Regions from separate parts of the Mus musculus genome. Here region 1 is linked to region 2. A link is a contact called in public promoter capture Hi-C data. All regions are on one chromosome and are shown on one strand. Each heading gives the region's core, a stretch centred on a gene start, on an enhancer-like site or on the middle of the called end of the contact. The rest is flanking DNA. Distances are from core to core; before and after follow the strand shown. Region 1 holds the start of Kcns2 (K+ voltage-gated channel, subfamily S, 2). Region 2 has its middle 45 kb from the start of Nipal2.

Region 1 (5,384 bases), core at 1,698-4,197, 110 kb before region 2:
GCCTCGGAAATAGGAGCACAGACAATTCCACTCACAGGTAATGCTGGGATATGAGCATTAGAATACTGTACACAGTGGACAGAGAAATTGGCATTCTAGATACTCATCTGGCAGAAAGGTGAACATTTTTTTTTTTGCCATGATGCAAACACCAGTGAGTGTCACTTCACTGAGAGGTGCAAAGGCATGTTATTAGACACACCATCCTCAAAAGAAAAAAGAAACCTCTCTAAACATTGCAAAAGCAATCTAGGGCTTATGTCCCATGCAGCTCTCCCTCTAGGGCAGGGATGATTTCTTATGCCACAGCCCTAAAATTGCCCTGATTGTGCTAGAACCACAAGCAGCAGATCAGCAATGTAAGTCGGGGTCCAGCTAATGTAGAGAATCATCTAAACTCAGTTCACTAGGTGAACTCCTACTCATGTTTGTCAGACTTGCCATGAGGGACTTAACTTTATGAGCATAGTAGTCCCTTAAATTGACCGAAGGGACCTCTTTCATTCCATCTCCAAAGTCACAGCTGCGCATAGCACTCTCAAGTTGCTTTTGGCGCCGATAGAAATGGGAGAACTTATTGAAGATCAAAGTGATGGGCAAGACCACCACCAGGATGCCTGCCAAGATGCAGGCAGAGGCAGTCAACTTCCCAGCTGTTGTCCCTGGGACCACATCTCCGTACCCAACTGTGGTCATACTGACAGTGGCCCACCACCAGCAGGCAGGGATGGTGGCCAGGCCTTCGTTCTCCTCCTTTTCAATGGTGTAGGCCACCACAGAGAAGATGGAAATCCCCACTGAGAGGTAGAGCAAGAGCAACCCCACTTCCTTGTAGCTGTACTTCAGGGTGGCTCCCAAGGAGCGGAGGCCAGTGGAGTGTCTGGCCAGCTTGAGAATTCGGAAGATCCTCATTAGCCTCAGGACTTGAGCCACCCTGCCCAAGTTAGCCAAGGTAGGAGAACTCTCCACCACCAGGTTCACCACTAGAGTTATGTAAAATGGGACAATGGACATGAGATCAATAAGGTTTAGAGCATTCTTGAAGAACTTAAGAAAGTCAGGGGCCACAGCAAACCTGGCCACCAACTCAAATGTGAACCAAGCAATGCCAAAGTGCTCCACAATTTCGAACCTGGGGTCTTCACCGGGGTTACCCTGGCTATCAGGGATTTGGAAGTCTGGCAGGCTATTGAGGCACATGGTGATGATGGAGCCCAACACCACCAAGATGGAAAGGACACTGAAGACCCTGCTTAGGACTGAGTAGCCTGGGTTGTCCAACGCCAGCCACAGCTGCCTGCGGAAGTTGCCCAGGGGTTGCCCATCGAACTTGGAAGCATCATTATAGAAGGCCAAGATCTCATCGAAGGAGGAAGTGGTGCTTTCCTGGTCACTCTGCTCGTCCCATTTCTCCTGCTCAGGTTCCACTTTGCGGCCGTGATAGCTATAGCTGCAGCAAGAGTCGATGAAGAACTCATTGATACCCCAGTACTCGATCTCCTGGCTGAAGGAGAAGACGCACAGCTCAGCCATGACGTGAAGCTTGCCGGTGTGGTAGAAATGCAACACATAGGGGAAGAGCTCGGGGTTACGGTCGAAGTAGAACTCACGCTGAACGTCATCGTAGTCATCGCAGAGTTCCAGAATGGCCTCTCGCGAGTGGCAGAGGAGCAGACGGCCCAGGCGTGTCTCAGGGAAGCGCAGCAGCGTATGGGAACGCAGCCGTCTCTTGAAGCCACCCACATTGATGCGGATCTCTCCATCCTCGACGTCGGTATCGGACACATCCCACAGGCTCTGGCGGGTCATGCTGGAGATGCCCAGGCGCCCGCGCCGCGCGGGGGCGCTACACCTGAAAGCAGAGGGAACAGCATCTATGTGAGCGCCGGCACTCCCCACCCCAAGTCTTTCTCTTGTTTTCTCTTCACCCTCATCTGACTGGCCTCTCCAGCAGGGTCTCTAGGTGAGGTCCAGCACTGGGGTGCAGGAATGGGTCTATGGGAGTTGACTCCCTTCCCAAGGCAAGACAAGGGTGTATGTTTCCACGAGTACACCCGGGCCTCCACCTCCTCCAGGGAGTGGCGCCTGTCGGCTCTGAAAGCCCAAGGGGGCTGTGTGCTGACCTTGCCTGTGAGCAGACCAAGGAGACGCCCCCGCCCTCTCGCCGCAGACAGGCGGGACCCAAGCTGAGATGCGCACTGGCAGGGCTGGGCCAAGAAGGGGGCGCGGAGATTTGGGAGGAGGCAAGGAAATTCACCGCTCTAATCTGTAAATCTGGGCCGAGGGCTAAAAGGGTCAACTCAGCGTCCCAGATCTCCAGCCTTCAAGGACCGATTCCATTCCCAGCCCCCTTCCTACCACCACCCCCGCGCCCTTCTGGCGCCGTGCTCCCCGGCCGCGTGCGCTGCGCCTTCCCGGAGCTCGCCTTGCGCGTTCTAAAAGCGCTTACCTGGGTGCACGGGAGCCCGCGGCAGAGGCCGGCGGGAAACTTCCCCGACCTGCTGGCAAGCATCACCGCGGTGGACGCCGTTGGCTGGCTGCGCGAGTGCGCGCGGGTGCGAGGATGTAGATGTGAGTGCTTGTCTGTGTGCCCCGCCACCGGGCAGGCGGGGTCCACCGTGCGCCTCCTTCAGTCTCCGGCCGCACACACCACCGCCCACATCCGCGAGAGGCTCACAGGTGGCTGCGTGGCCCCGACGCTCGTGGAGCCCCCCTCTTCCGATCTGCGCGCCCCTCACCCACCACGAGAGGCAGGAGCCCACGCCGCAGGCGCCCGTGGAGCGGGGGCGGGAACCGAGCCGGTGCGCCTTGCAGAGGGCCTTGAGCCTGGTGCTGCGCGGTGGTGCTGAACGGACAGCTCCGAGCGCGCCAGCCCGGGGCACAGTCGCCGCCCAGACTCTTGAGACGTTCCGGAGCATCATTCTGTTCTTCGGGCGCCCCCCAGCTTTGCACGGAGCTGACACCTTTTCCCCCTCCCTCGGCATCCTCCAGGGACAGCTGTTATTGTCAGCACCCCCAGGGCTCAGACAGAGGGTTGCCTACAGTGACTTTCCTCCCTCGCCGGGTCTGTAGGAAACAGACTGGAGAATGAAGGATGGCTTTTATGTATAGGGCGGATAGGGCAGCAACGGAATGATCTACCGGCTTCGGCTTCCTCTTTTAGAAACCTGAAGAAAAGTTTCCTATACCTGGAAATGGGGTTATCGGAAAATGGGAGCTGTCAGAGAAGACTGAGGTTGAGCTGTGGCAGGGATATGGGTGGGGCAGGAGCTTGGGTGTGTGCACAGGTCCTGTTGGCATGGGGAGGAGTAATGGAGTTCTGTTTGAGAACTCTGCATGATACCGTGTATGTACAAGCCAGTGTGAGCTTCAGAGGAGTACTTGGAGTTCTGTGCGTGTGTGCAATCTGAGGAGTAGGACTACCCAAAATCTGTGTAAAGTATTGACAAATATGTCTTCTGATGGATGCGAAGATGCATACAGTGTGCCATGTATGAGGATCTGGACATGCATTAGTGTGGTATGTGCATACAGTGTGAGAAACTGTGTGCTGTATAAACACTGACTTCAGCACAGAATTCCCAATCATAAGACATAGGGCCCTCATATTGGCCAAGCCAAGAAATAGACCCTTATTCCTTGGTATCCCCCTGGTCTCTGAGCAAATACATGGTCCTCATTTTCAGACTGTGGCATGCATTGTTAGCAGAGAGCTGGTGTCCTCATGTCTTGGTCAGAAGTAATAGGACAGTTCTTATAAGGTGGCTCCAGACTCAGGAAAAACAGTGCAACCACGAGAAACACATTCTTCATATGTGGCTCTAAGGGTGCCACCTGAATTGAGAGGTGTTCTGGCTCTAGATTGTTTGATGGGTTGGAGCTGAACTCCGGTCAGAGCATTTGTCTGGTATGTACAAGGCCCTAGGTATTGATCCCCAGAACTATGCAAACAGTGCAAAAGACTAGCCTGCTTTAAGCTCCCTCAGAGGGTCTGAAAAGAATCCTTGATCTAGTTTTGTGTTGGATCAGTGGATCCAAGTATGAGTCTTTGTATCAGCCACTCACCTTTGAGCATATATGATGTGTGCATTGGTTACATGTGTCCTCACTAAAAGGACGCTACACCCATGTCTCTGAAGCTTCTGTGAGTGTGGGTCTTCCTGCAAAAGCAGTTCCATATGGGAAGAAGAATAATGTGGTGTGGTTCATGTGAGCTTCCGTTCTTTGATGTTTGATGCTAGTAGTGGCAACAGTGGTGGTGGCGGTGGTGCTGGTGTGTGTGTGTGTGTGTGTGTGTGTGTGTGTGTAGGGAGTGATCTGCCAGTTGGTATCTGCCATCTTCATGCATTTATCACTGTGCTTTATTCATGTCACCCTATCTACTACTGCCTTGCTGCCCTCTTTCCTCTCCCAATCCATCCCCCTATCCCTGTCTTATTTTTTTGATACAGGCTCTCTCTGTGTAGCTCTGACTGCCCTGGAGCTTACTATATAGACCTGGCTGACCTTGAACTCACCGTCTGCCTGCCTCTGTGTTCTGAGTGATGGGATGGGATCATACGTGTATGCCACCTCTCCTGACCCCAACCATCTATTTCTATGGGAGTCTGCTTATCATAGTCTCACCTTATCCTCTGTGTAGTCTGGTTGGATCTATCATTTGAAATCTGGAGCTCCCCCACACCTGGCTGGGCTTCTGTCTGGAGGCTCCTTGGTCTCCTTCATCCCCACGGTGTGCTGCTGGGAGAGTGCCAGCCTTTGCAGAGGTTGTGTGAACTGGTGGATCTGTTATCACTGGCTTGCTGACCCTCCTTTTCAATGCCTCCATACCTTGGAGGGTGGCTGTGAGGTTTCCACACTGCCGGGGCCCTTTGTACCTGGGGACATCCACTCTCTCTCTAGCCTGACATCCTCTCAGTTGGCTTCTGGCAAACTCAAGCCTTACAGTTACCTTGTGCTACACACATCTGTGTGAGTTCTGCTGCATGACACTTCTCAGACACACAAATTCCTTCAGCCTCGGCTCCTGACTCCCGTGTGCCTTGGCTCCTTGAGCTCTGTTTATTAATCACCTTTTCCTGCTGTACTTGGGGGGGGGGGTCTCTCTTCCTAGGAGTAGGAAATGAGCTTTGTGACTCTTGTTTTCTTTCCTCTCTGCTTTATTTATCTCACTCATTTCTTCTTCCTTCCTGATTATAGAAGACTCTGTTCATAGAAAAATAAATTCTCAGCTTTTGTTTCTTTGTACCTCTCACAGGCTTCTGGGCTCTCAGACTTCACATTTCCCTATTAAGGGCTACTCTCCATCACCTATAGCTCTGCCCTTCTGCCCCCACCTGTCCCTCATCTCCTTCTACATTTGGCTTGTTTCTCCCTTCATCAGC
Region 2 (5,108 bases), core at 2,312-4,811:
TCAGGGACCTGGGACAGTGTCCAAATGGGGTTTTTATGGTTCTAGAATTCCACATGATCCAGTCTTTTTTCAAAATCACACTCAAAGAAAATACATTTATCAACTAAAAGTCGTTTTTGAAGCATGCAAGTCCTTATTTGCATGTCTTAAAGATAGGGGCCAACTTATAGTCCTAGGCAACCCAGGAGACAATCAGGACTTGACTCTACTCCAGTTCTGTTCTACAAAAGCTACCCCATAGCATATGTCTGTCCATCAGACATTTCTAAAGATTCCATGACATCCTTTGAAGACTGGAGAAAGCCACGGTTATAGCAGGAGCACAGATGCCTGGTATAGAAACCTTGACACCCATTTAGGGAAATGCAGACTAGTCAGTAGATGTTTTCCAAGTGTGTTGGCGTGAAGAGTGACTTAAACCTAGGGACAACTTGATGAGACATTACCCAGTGGCAAGAACTGCACAAAATAGGTAGGTAGGCCCAGGACAATATGTGGAGGTTAGAGAAGAGTAAGAGGTCATCAGCAACAATGGCAAAAGAGAAAGTAGTAAACGTCCCAGATCTAGAAAAAAGTATGGTGACCCAAAGAGCAGCTGAGGTTCATGGGCAGTATTGGCAAATCCAGGCAAATGTTCTATCCTAATAAGGTAAGGCCTTGGCTGCAGATACCCAATGAAGGGGGATTATATAAGACACAGTCTTACAAGTACAGCCTACATGGACTCTAAAACAAGACTTATCACAGAGAGAACACAAAGCTTAGTGTTAGAAAGAGCAGAGACCAGAGGGGAATAATAGAAAACTGAATGCAACAGAACCCACAGAATCCCAAGATATAAAGTATAAGTGCCCTGTGTGCTTCGTAGGCAACCATGCTCGGAGGCCGTTAGAGCCTGGGCCACGGACGTATTGTTAGGATGTATTAGATGTATTAGAATGTATTAGAAACTCCTCCATTGTTGGTGGGATTGCAAGCTGGAACAACCACTCTGGAAATCAGTCTGGCGATTCCTCAGAAAATTGGACATAGTACTACCTGAAGATCCAGCAATACCACTCCTGGGCATATATCCAGAAGATGTTCCAACTGGTAATAAGGACACATGCTCCACTATGTTCATAGCAGCCCTATTTATAATAGCCAGAAGTTGGAAAGAACCCAGATGCCCCTCAACAGAGGAATGGATACAGAAAATGTGGTACATTTACACAATGGAGTACTACTCAGCTATTAAAAACAATGAATTCATGAAAATTTTTAGGCAACGGGATGCATCTGGAGGATATCATCCTGAGTGAGGTAACCCAATCACAAAAGATCACACATGATATGCACTCACTGATAAGTGGATATTAGCTCAGAAACTCAGAATATCCAAGATATAAGATACAATTTGCTAAACACATGAAACTCAAGAAGAAGGAAGACCAAAGTGTGGATACTTTGCTCCTTCTTAGAATGGGGAAAAATACCCATGGAAGGAGTTACAGAGACAAAGTTTGGAGCTGAGACAGAAAGAAAGACCATCCAGAGACTGCCCCGCCTGGGGATCCATCCCATATACAACCATCAAACCAAGACACTATTGCATATGCCAGAAAGATTTTGCTGACAGGACCCTGACATAGCTTTCTCTTGTGAGGCCAATGCCTGTCAAATACAGAAGTGGTTGCTCACAGTCATCTATTGGATGGAACACAGGGCCCCTAATGAAGGAGCTAGAGAAAGTACCCAAGGAGCTAAAGGGGTATGCAACCCTACAGGTGGAACAACAATATGAACTAACCAGTACCTCCCAGAGCTGTGTCTCTGGTTGCATATGTAGCAGAGGAAGGCCTACTCCACCATCAATGGGAGGAGAGGCCCTTGGTTTTGGGAAGATCATATGCTCCAGTACAGGGGAATACCAGGGCCAGGAAGCAGGAGTGGGTGGATTGGGGAGCAGGGCAGGGGGAGGGTATAGGGGGCTTTGGGGATAACATTCGAAATGTAAATGAAGAAAATATCTAATAAAAGAAAAAAGAAATAAAAGAAACCGCTAATGATGTGGGGCAAGCGGCACAACTCATCTCAGTTGAGTGTACTTCTCCCTGATGGGGGCTGGTGACTTCCACTCCCTGATGCATGGAATGGCAGGATAGTTTCAAGCCACTTGATGCTCTATGGTGTGATTATTTACAGGAGAACTTTACATGTATCTAATTGAATGAGGTTTGATGAAGCAGAGAACAATTCCTGGGGCAGCCAGAGCCCAGAACTAGAATGATGAGGAATGATTCTTCAGCTGCTGGGAATATTTCTAAGAAGCAATGTATGGAAAACATCACAGGGTGCAAACACAGCTGGACTTGGGGAAGCATCATGCCCTTTGCTTTTTTCAGGCTCAGTTTAAATAGTTAACTGCCTGCAAGCAACCTGCTGTGGCTCACTGACAGCTCGTACTCACTGTTCAAGTTGGTTACAGGCTGTGAAGACAGCATAGTAAAGAGTTTACCCAAGAATGTGAGGACCTTGGCCCAGCTCTGTGTCCCACATTAAAAGCCAAGTGAGAGGCAAAGCACTTGTTATACCAGTGCTATGAGGTGAGGATGGTAGGCTTTCAGATCTCAATGGGTAACTAATCTAGACTACTTGGTAAGTTCCAGGCTAATAAGAGATCCTGTTTTTGAAAGAGAGAGAGAGAGAGAGAGAGAGAGAGAGAGAGAGAGAGAGAGAGAGAGAGAGAGAAGAAGAAGAAGAAGAAGAAGAAGAAGAAGAAGAAGAAGAAGAAGAAGAAGAAGAAGAAGAAGATGATGAAGGAGGAGGAGGAGGGGAGGAGGAGGAGGGGAGGACTGGCTACACACACAGACACACAGTCATACACATATGTGCACACACAAGCACACACACAGACACACACATGGACACAGATACTCACACACATACACACACTCACACACACACACAGACACACACATGGACACATACACACACTCACACACACACACAGACACACACATGGACACAGACTCACACACACACATACACACACACACACACACACACAGACACTCACACAGACACACACATTTGATTGGAATCTTTTTACTCACCAGGGTAAGCTTATGTTCACTGTGTATGGAGAAACACTTTAGGTCAACAGGGAGTAGGACTGTCATGTGTTTGTTCCTCTTGCCTTCCACCATTGTCATCATGTCATCTGCCCATTCTGGTTGGGTCTGGGAGTGAAGCCTGGGTGCAGATAATGGTTAGGGAAGTGTAAGACTGAGTGTACACACCAGTGAACAAGATCAGCCAATTGATCTGTTTGTAAGTCAGTCTTCTGGCATGTGGGAGTCCTGTCTATAAAAGCTGCCCTGGTCACTAGTCTGGTCTACCATGCCTTGTACTTTAGGACAAAGAGGCTAAGCATAGTGTTAGCTTGAGATAAAGTCCCACATTGAGCCAAGGTCAGATCAAAGCCACACAGAGGCTCTCCTAGACCCACCACCCAGTTCCTGGTAACAGTGCCCAGCACGGAAGCCCATGGTTGGGATCTGGGGAGAGGGAATGTTCATTATCTTTTATCCTTCCTACTGGTACTGCAGGAGCAGCTCCACTGAGTGGGAGCGTCTGTTCCCACCATTTACCAGCTGCTGTAAAAGAATTAAAAGTGCCATTTGAGACTGTGATCATTTAATGATGAGGCTGTGAATTAGGGCATAATGGCAGAATTGCTGCCTCGTTTTCAAGTTTAGATTACTGGAGCTGAGTTTATCTGGTGTGGCTAAGCAATGGGCCATGTACTGCAGCTCTGGGAAGAGACACATGGGACTCTCCAGAAGAAGGAAGAAGAAAAAGTATCACACTTGAGAGGGGAGACTGCACCAGAGGAGAGGCAGCAGAAAGTCTGACACTCCAATTAAATGGGATTGCAGCATCTGATGTCCCAAGTCACCAAGAGAAAAGAGCTCTAAATAAAACACTTTCAGACAACTGAAAGCAAACACTTTTCCCCAAAAATGGAAACTTCTAAAAACATACTCATCGTTTCATGACATAATGGAGCTATGTCCCAAGAAGGCATGTGGAGCTATTTGCCCTGGTGCTAACTGACCCCTAACTAATGTGTTTTTCTATTTGCCCTCTCCCTCTCCCTCTCCCTCTCCCTCTCCCTCTCCCTCTCCCTCTCCCTCTCCCTCTCCCTCTCCCTCTCCCTCTCCCTCTCCCTCTCCCTCTCCCTCTCCCTCTCCCTCTCCCTCTCCCTCTCTCTCTCTCTCTCTCTCTCTCTCTCTCTCTCTCTCTCTCTGCCAGATTCCACTTCTCAGTGTGTCATGCCCAACTCTGCTTACCTTACCTGTTTGACCTCAGCAGGAACTGAAGCTAACTTGGGAAAACCAGAAAAATCAGCCCATGAGAACAGTAAATCTGTGTCTTTGTGGATTCCAGGAAAACAGAAGTTCTTTCAGGTTTTTTTCTATGTATTTATCTGTCATCACTGCCACCCTTCTCTCCAAAATACATACAGAAACACATACACACATATATATACCACACACATCATAGACATACGTGCATACCAGAAACACATACACACCACACACATTATACACACACATATACACCACACACATTATACACATACACTATACACACACATACAACACACACACACACACACACACACACAGAGAGAGAGAGAGAGAGAGAGAGAGAGAGAGAGAGAGAGGGAGAGAGAGAGAGAGAGAGAGAGTAATTTAAGACCAAAGCCTCAATTCATAACTTTTTCATCTCAATCGCTACCATGACTACAAGGACTTCCCAGGGGGAAGGAGTACACTGGAGCAAGGCAAAAGATCAGCCGAGAACCAATGCCTTCTATTTCAGTATCAGGCTTTGTTTGCCCAAGTTGTTGAGAATGCCTGGCCAGAAGGCCTTGAGCCCACTTGCAAGGCTCCAGGAGTGGACAATGATAGTGAGTGATTTCTCAGGTACAGCCGAGTAGCTGGTGGCTGGAACTGGCATGGATATGGGTGTGCTGAGGCCACATAGCCATGAGAACAACTATTCCTCAACTTGCCCTGTCTCCTGTTCTGTATCTCAGAGTAAACTTGGGCTGGACCTGG

The links. Promoter capture Hi-C pulls out the DNA fragments that hold promoters and counts their contacts.
Region 1: a promoter capture Hi-C map of hippocampal neurons shows a contact between it and region 2, with 2.8 times the contacts expected there. The contact joins the promoter of Kcns2 here to the enhancer-like site in region 2. A contact is called at or near these places in 6 of 39 promoter capture datasets (embryonic stem cells, hippocampal neurons, liver and 2 more), 1 of 115 datasets of contacts at active chromatin or transcription factors (embryonic stem cells) and 1 of 9 other capture datasets (pancreatic islet).

The regions. Positions count from the first base shown.
Region 1 is chr15:34,834,918-34,840,301 of GRCm38.p6, reverse strand. It overlaps Kcns2 (K+ voltage-gated channel, subfamily S, 2), which reads right to left and starts at 2,947. Exons shown (of 2, transcript NM_181317.4): 1 at 2,450-2,947; 2 at 1-1,852. The coding sequence starts at 1,809. The coding sequence ends at 376. It overlaps Gm32970 (a long non-coding RNA gene), which reads left to right and starts at 1,627. Exons shown (of 7, transcript XR_383919.3): 1 at 1,627-1,963.
Region 2 is chr15:34,721,609-34,726,716 of GRCm38.p6, reverse strand. No RefSeq gene overlaps it. Among named protein-coding and RNA genes, the nearest start is that of Nipal2, 45 kb to the right of the region's middle. Within about 2 kb of position 3,561, at least 5 of the 459 cell types and tissues checked have an H3K27ac peak or open chromatin away from gene starts, as enhancers often do. A contact at or near this core is called in hippocampal neurons, where this site is marked.